Linked DNA regions of Ovis aries: region 1 is linked to region 2. The links are chromatin contacts, called in public Hi-C maps. All regions are on one chromosome and are shown on one strand. The core of a region is the stretch at or near the end of the contact, and the rest is flanking DNA. Distances in the headings are between cores, read along the strand shown.

Region 1 (3,819 bases), core at 606-3,105, 530 kb after region 2:
TATTCAAGTTCCTGAGCCTTATCTGAGTACTGAAAAATCACTATGGATTAGATCCCCAGGTGATTCGAATGCATGCTAAACTTTGAAAATTGCAAATATACAGAAATTTATGGAAAATGATCAAACTGTAGTGTAATGGGATTTCCTCCACTGTAGTGTAATTGTTCTATGAGATGTTGAAAATATTTCAGTTTAAAAAAATTCCATGAATTAATAAAGTAGGGTAACATTAAATTAAGGGATTTTTTTGGTAACAGGAATTCTCAAAATATTTTATAAGCTGACATCACTGAAAACTGCCAATGGTAGGATATGGTATGTAGTATACAGTTTGACTCCATCATGGACATTTCTTTTTAAGTACCTCTTATTGAATCTTAGGGGAGAGGTTTTTCTTTAAATAAAAAGTCTGCATGTTACCATTTGGAATAATACCTAAAATTCATTTTTGGTTCTAACAGTCTGTAATTCTCTATAATTCTATTTTCTTTCTGGTTAAGTCCCCTTGGTTTATAATGTAGCTGGGGCTTTTTAATCCCTTGAGGAAAAAGCATGCAATAGTATATCTGGATCTCATGGTTCTCAGGTCTCACCCTTGCAGATGGAAGAGGTATTTTGTATTTGTGTGTGTGTGTGTGTGCGTGCGTGTGTGTGTGTGCTCGTGCGTGAGTGAGAGGGAGCAAAGTATGAATGCTAGTTGGAGAGGGCATACAGGCTAGCCTTTACATACAGTACTCCTGAATGCGTGGATCTGCTTGTTAAGGTCCAGTTTGGTAGGTTAGTAAGTGAGGGTGCTGCCCCTTGTGTGGTGGGTTGTATACTAGCGGCATGCACACATATAAACATCTCACTGGGTTTAAGTACGTGTGGGGCCTGGTTGTCCTGTGTTGATCACCACTCATATACTCCTTATGCCGCTTTCCATTCCTTTGGCCTGGCCCCTGGAGACAAGATAGGTTTGTGCCTGGAATAAACCGCTTTCTCCCCCTTTGAAAGCCGTTCGAGGTCTACAGCACATTACCTCTTTCTGTGTAATGGAAGTATCCACACATGGGCGATCGCTGTCCATAGATGTAATGAACCAAGTGGGAGGTAATGAGAAGTGACTGTTAACGCCATCTCCAGGGCCCCGTTCTTCCCACCACACAATTACACTGTGACCCTAGAGAAACAGAGAAGACTGTAGCACTCTCCGCCTTCCTAATGGTCTTAAAGCCAGCCCTTGCTTACCAGGGGGGAGCTGAAACACAGCGTTCTTCATTTGACAGTCCAGAGGCCATCCAAGGAAATACATGATGATAACATGGGAGGCAGTTCTATACACAATCATACACTGTTTCCTTAGTTCCGACTTGGCCTCTTGCCTGAAAGATGCCAGCAGACTGAGATAGTCCTTCCCTGCTTCCCCCGGGCATGTGTTTTTGGGGTGAGAACTGTTACTTCTTTCATAACAGAGTCCAGGAACAGGCTACTGGACAGAACTGCATTTTTGTTAGAGAAATACAGGCTGAAGATTTACCAGAAAAGCTCTTTTAAGTAATGATGATAAGTGCAGTGATAACAGCTCTTGAGTGCACCGTCTCACCAATCTTATTTCTGAGTTGCGTTTCACAGAGAGCTCTGATTATGATGTCCATTTCCACTGGCTTGTTCTCGTGGTGAGAGGGAGCCGGCAGGGTGGCAGAAAAGGTAGAATGTTGCCCGCTGAGCTGATCGTTAGAGAGGGAGCATACAGAAAGTGCAAAAAGGTGGAAGCCTTTTAAAATTCCTTTCATTGTCTTCATTTTGCTGCTATAGCTGAGGCTTGCCCAGGCTGTGAGGGAAGTCGGCCAAGTGCTTGCTGCACAGTGAATGGGAGCAAGCTGGGCTGCTGTGTTGCCTGGCAAAGAGAGAATAGTGGTGCAGGCTGGCTGCGGGCAGCATGGCTGCACCGTTTTCCACTCCACCCCGCTCCCCTCCTCGCCCACGGCCTGCAGGAAGCCCCCAGGTGGCATTAGGGAGAATTAGCGTGTAAATCACAAGGCTTGCTAATTTCTCACCACTTCATTAGCTGACAGTTCGATGCAAGCCCTCTCCTGCCATTCACCTCATGTCCATGGCGCTGATGCTTCTCATCAGTGAAAACGGGGTTCAAACGTGTTGTGTCGACATGCTTGAGTTTTTGACCGCCCCCCTCCCCACCAGTGCCTGCTACTTTCTTCTCTGACCCTGCTACTAGCAATTACTTCCTGGGATTTCTCTGCAATCTCCTCTTGGTTCAGACATGAGTTAGTATCACCAGGAAAAGGTGGAAATTTCTCTGGATGCAGTTGTGTCTTTATACAGAATAGGTTTAAAGATAAGTAGCTAAGAAAGGAAAAAAATAATACACTATGTTTAAAAGGACTTTTTCTCAGAGCATTACTAACAGCTAATAGTTTTTTAGTGTTTATCATGTACCAGGTATTGTTCTGAGCACTTTACAGTTTATTAAGTCCTGTTATTTCTATTTTATGCAAGGGGAAACTGAGGCACAGAGAGCTTAAGTTTATTGTCTAGGACATACAGCATTTGAATATAGATGATCAGGATCCATAGGCCACACTCTAGGTATTTTGTTTTCATTAATCAATTACTTAGTTCCTGGATTTGTTCAGTAAAAATAAAGTACCAACTATGTGTCATTTACTATGCCAGAATTTCTTAGCTATCAATCCTTTGATTTTCATTTCCATCAATCAGAAGCTATTTCTTGGAAACTTCCTATCTCTCCAGGGTTGTGCTCATGCAGTTATAAGAGAAATGCAGGGTATAATTTTGCCATTTACAGAAATGTGTGTGAGAAATTAACAGATGTGTGGACCAGGGCTTGACAAACTTTTCTTTTTAAAGGGCCAAACAGTAAAATTATTTTTGGCAATAAAGGACATATGGTCTCTGTCCCACAGATGTGAAAGCATCTATAGGCAATATATAAATAAACAAGCATGTCTATGTTCTGATGAAACTTGACATACATGCGCAGCAGGCAAAATTTGGCTCATGGGCTGCCTGCTCTGAAGGGTAAAAGAAGCCCCGATGGAATTGTATAGGGGTTCCCTTGTGGTTTAGGGATAAAGAATCTTGAAGTGCAGGAGATGTGAATTAGATCCCTGGGTCGGGAAGATCCCCTGGAGAAGGAAATGGCAACCTACTCCACTCTTCTTGCTTGAGAAATCCTGTGGACAGAGGAGCCTGGCGGGCTACCGTTCATGGGGTCACAAAGATTCAGACATGACTTAGTAGCTATACAACAAGAACAAAGAGAACCATATGGAGCAGCAAATAGTGATAGTGTGGCTAGAAGCAGGGCTGTGTGTTGCTGCCTGTTCCTGCCTGTGAGGACCACAAAGTGAAGTATCAGGGAGCAGAGATACTAGTGTGTGCTTTAGTCGGGCAAGAGGTGGAGCGTGACCTTTCCTATTTGATGGGAAGTATTTGATGAATGCCTGGGAAGTTGTTAGGTGGGTTTCATGAATCAGTTCCGTGGTTCTTATTATGATGGATAGCTGGCAAGTTGGTTGAGTGATTCCTTTGTTGCTTCCTTCTTTGCTAACAGAACCTCAAATTTGTTTGGCAACACCACAGGTTCAGCTCTAAGCATTGACTCATCAGTGATTCAATTCAACTTTAATAATAGTATTCTTTAATTTCCCAGACATTTGGCCCATTTCTGATCAGTGAGATGCAGGGGATTCCTGTTGAGTGAAGTGGTGAGGGACTTTTCAAAAACCTTTTGCTTTTCTCATCCAAGGGACAGACAAAGCTAGTGCTGCACATCCCTTATGTTTTCCTTTCACC
Region 2 (3,715 bases), core at 498-2,997:
CATGGGCATGGCTTAGTTTCATTGAGTTAGACAAGGCTGTGGTCCTAGTGTGATTAGATTGACTAGTTTTCTGTGATTATGGTTTCAGTGTGTCTGCCCTCTAATGCCCTCTTGCAACACCTACAGTCTTACTTGGGTTTCTCTTACCTTGGACGTGGGATATCTCTTCATGGCTACTCCCGTTAGAACTAGACATGGAACAACAGACTGGTTCCAAATAGGAAAAGGAGTACGTCAAGGCTGTATATTGTCACCCTGCTTATTTAACTTCTATGCAGTGTACATCATGAGAAACACTGGGCTGGAAGAAGCACATTGCTGGGAGAAATATCAATAACCTCAGATATGCAGATGACACCACCCTTATGGCAGAAAGTGAAGAGGAATTAAAAAGCCTCTTGATGAAAGTGAAAGTGGAGAGTGAAACAGTTGGCTTAAAGCTCAACATTCAGAAAATGAAGATCATGGCATCTGGTCCCATCACTTCATGGGAAATAGATGGGGAAACAGTGGAAACAGTGTCAGACTTGATTTTGGGGGGCTCCAAAATCACTGCAGATGGTGACTGCAGCCATGAAATTAAGTTATAGTCAAAAGCAGATACATTACTTTGCCAACAAAGGTCCTAGTCAAGGATATGGTTTTTCCAGTGGTCATGTATGGATGTGAGAGTTGGACTGTGAAGAAAGCTGAGCACCGAAGAATTGATGCTTTTGAACTGTGGTGTTGGAGAAGACTCTTGAGAGTCCCTTGGACTGCAAGGAGATCCAACCAGTCCATTCTAAAAGAGATCAGCCCTGGGATTTCTTTGGAAGGACTGATGCTAAAGCTGAAACTCCAGTACTTTTGCCACCTCATGCGAAGAGTTGACTCATTGGAAAAGACTCTGATGCTGGGAGGGATTGAGGGCAGGAGGAGAAGGGGACGACAGAGGATGAGATGGCTGGATGGCATCACGGACTCGATGGATGTGAATCTGAGTGAACTCCGGGAGTTGGTGATGGACATGGAGGCCTGGCGTGCTGTGATTCATGGGGTTGCAAAGAGTCAGACGAGACTGAGCAACTGAACTGAAGTTATGTCAAGTCTTCATAAGGAGGCCTGATTATGTCTCACAGTGATGTTTTCATGTGCGTGCATGCCTGTCTCCAACATTGGACAGGATATAGAGGGTGCTTGGGACAGAGCAATTAGTCAATATTAAGTCACTATGGCTGGGTGGTCACTAGTGGTAAAGAACCTGCCTACCAATATAGGAGATATAAGAGACATAGGTTCGATCCTTGTCGGGAAGATCCCCTGGAGAAGGAAACGGGAACCCACTCCAATACTCTTGCCTGGAAAATCCCATGGACAGAGTAGCCTGATGGGCTACAGTCCATGGGGTCGCAAAAAGTTGGACAGGATTGAAGTGACTGAACTGAACTGAAGTGACTTGGCGCACATGCATGATAAATACAGTAAATGCTGTCTGGATGAGTGAGTAAAAGAGTGAATGCATGTATACATTAATAAGTGGCAGTGAGCTCCTCAAGGGTGGTGGGCCTTGAACCTCGATCTCGCTGCGGGTACCCTTGTGCAATCCTGCCAGTTTGCCAGGCGCTCTAATTTCAAGGAGCAGTCTCCACCGCCAGCGTGGCGGGGGCGGGGTTCCAAACCTCCGCCTGGGAGTGCCCACTCCGGGCGGTAGGGGGCGCCGGCGCGCGGCCGGGCGAGTCCCCCGGCACCACCCGCGCGAAGCCGGACCAGTGTCTACGCCATGCGCGCGCTGCTGCCGCTGCTGCGCACCAGCTGGGCCTGGCCCGTGGGCGCCGCCGCCGCTGCCGCCGCCCGCCTGCCGCGGGGAGCGAGCGCAGGGCCCGGGCCGCGTCGGACCATGGCCCTGTACCGCACGGAGGAGCGCGGCCAGCCCCACTCTCCCGATTACCGCCTCTTTTTCAGTAAGTAGCTCGCGGGAGGCCCGCCGCGCGTCGCACCGGAGGTTGGGGATGGGAGCGTGGCCTCCATCCCTGCGTCCGGCGGGCACAGCGCGGTCGCCGCGCGGTCCAGGCCACGTTCCCGCACGCGGGGCCCCGCGCCGAGCCGCGGGAGCCGCCTGCGAAGGGAGCCAAGTCCGCAGTCACGGAGCGCAGGGACGCAGGGCGGCAGGCGGGGCCGCGCCGGGTCACCCTGAGCGGGGGCCGCCGTCACCTGCCTGGGCCCGCAGCCGTTAGCCCGGCCCCCGCCGGCGTTCCGGATTCAACTGTGGTGAACCGAGTTCCCGGGTCAGCCCGCCCTCCGGGTGGGCGTAACAAGGCTTTTCCGGCTAGGGCCGCTGGCGATTGGAGAGGCAGGCGGGACTCGGCGATGCTTGGTCCAGCTGTTCTTTTATGGGGCGGGGCTCTGATGAAGGCTCTCTCAGCAGCCTGAATTTATACTCGCGAGTTTGCACCTTGAATGTGATCCACGATCAAGGACCTCGTTTGTTCCAAAGTAACCCCTTCTTCTCCCCAAATTGAGCAAATCCAGAGGGCGAAGCGACTTAGGACCTTGACGTGGCCAGCTAAGATGGGAAAGACCCAGGTCTCCCTTAGTCTCACTTTTTTTTTTTTTTGGCACCTGTATGTTTCACTGTGGAGGTTAGCTATGATGTGAAGCAGCGAGGTTGGTTGAGTTGCTGTCATCCCTCACTGATCTGAGAGCCCCAAGGGGAATAGTACCTTTTTTTTTTTTTTTTGTGAAGTTGTCCTTGCCTTGCTGCTGCTGCTGCTGCTGCTGCTGCTGCTGCTGCTGCTAAGTCGCTTCAGTCGTGTACGACTCTGTGCGACCCCAGAGACGGCAGCCCATCAGGCTCCTCTGTCTCTGGGATTCTCCAGGCAAGAACACTGGAGTGGGTTGCCATTTCCTTCTCCAGTGCATGAAAGTGAAAAGTGAAAGTGAAGTCGCTCAGTCATGTCCAACTCCTAGCGACCCCATGGACTGTAGCCTACCAGGCTCCTCCGTCCATGGGATTTTCCAGGCAAGAGTACTGGAGTGGGGTGCCATTGCCTTCTCCACGGCCTTGCCTTACCGTCCACCAATTAGGAATGCCAACTCTAGAGACTTTGGGTCTCAGTTCGAATCTGGATTCTTTAGCTCTTAACTATGTGATCCTGGACGAGTTTCCAAACTTGCTGAGCCTTGGTTTTTATCATATGTAAAGTAGGGCTGTAAGAATTACATGGCATAGTGTATTAGTCACAGCATCTAGAATATAAGTTATGTTGTTAATACTTGTGATCATTTTTGATACCTGTAATTTACAAAATGTTTACACGTTTCCTACTTGAGCCTAGGGTGGAGGTGTATTTTATAGGAGAGAAGACTCAATTTGCATAGTTTTGTGGTTACTGTCTTTGGGTTGGAGGATGCCCTGGAGCAGGAAATGGCAACCCACTCCAGTGTTCTTACCTGGAGAATCCCATGGACAGAGGAGCCTGGTGAACTACAGTCTATGGAATCACAAGGAGTCGGACACGACTGAGCAACTGAGCACCTGAGCACACAGGCATGTGGTCATAAGGCAGCTGATACTAAAATTCCCGTTTTCTTTAAACTTTTCTCCATATTCTTTTCCATCCTTATTTGGTCAAGGCTAATGAAGTAGAGCGGAGAAGGCAATGGCACCCCACTCCAGTACTCTCACCTGGAAAATCCCATGGGCGGAGGAGCCTGGTAGGCTACAGTCCATGGGGTC

Evidence for each region. A called contact is a pair of places that touch in the nucleus more often than the background predicts.
Region 1: a Hi-C map of hypothalamus shows a contact between it and region 2, with 2.7 times the contacts expected there. The contact joins the enhancer-like site here to the promoter of PPA2 in region 2. A contact is called at or near these places in 3 of 16 Hi-C or Micro-C datasets (blood, hypothalamus and tail adipose tissue).

Annotation. Positions count from the first base shown.
Region 1 is chr6:20,624,281-20,628,099 of ARS-UI_Ramb_v3.0, forward strand. No RefSeq gene overlaps it. Among named protein-coding and RNA genes, the nearest start is that of TET2, 210 kb to the left of the region's middle. Within about 2 kb of position 1,856, at least 9 of the 54 cell types and tissues checked have an H3K27ac peak or open chromatin away from gene starts, as enhancers often do. A contact at or near this core is called in hypothalamus, where this site is marked.
Region 2 is chr6:20,090,498-20,094,212 of ARS-UI_Ramb_v3.0, forward strand. PPA2 (inorganic pyrophosphatase 2) reads left to right here and starts at 1,748. Exons shown (of 11, transcript XM_060417551.1): 1 at 1,748-1,940. The coding sequence starts at 1,760.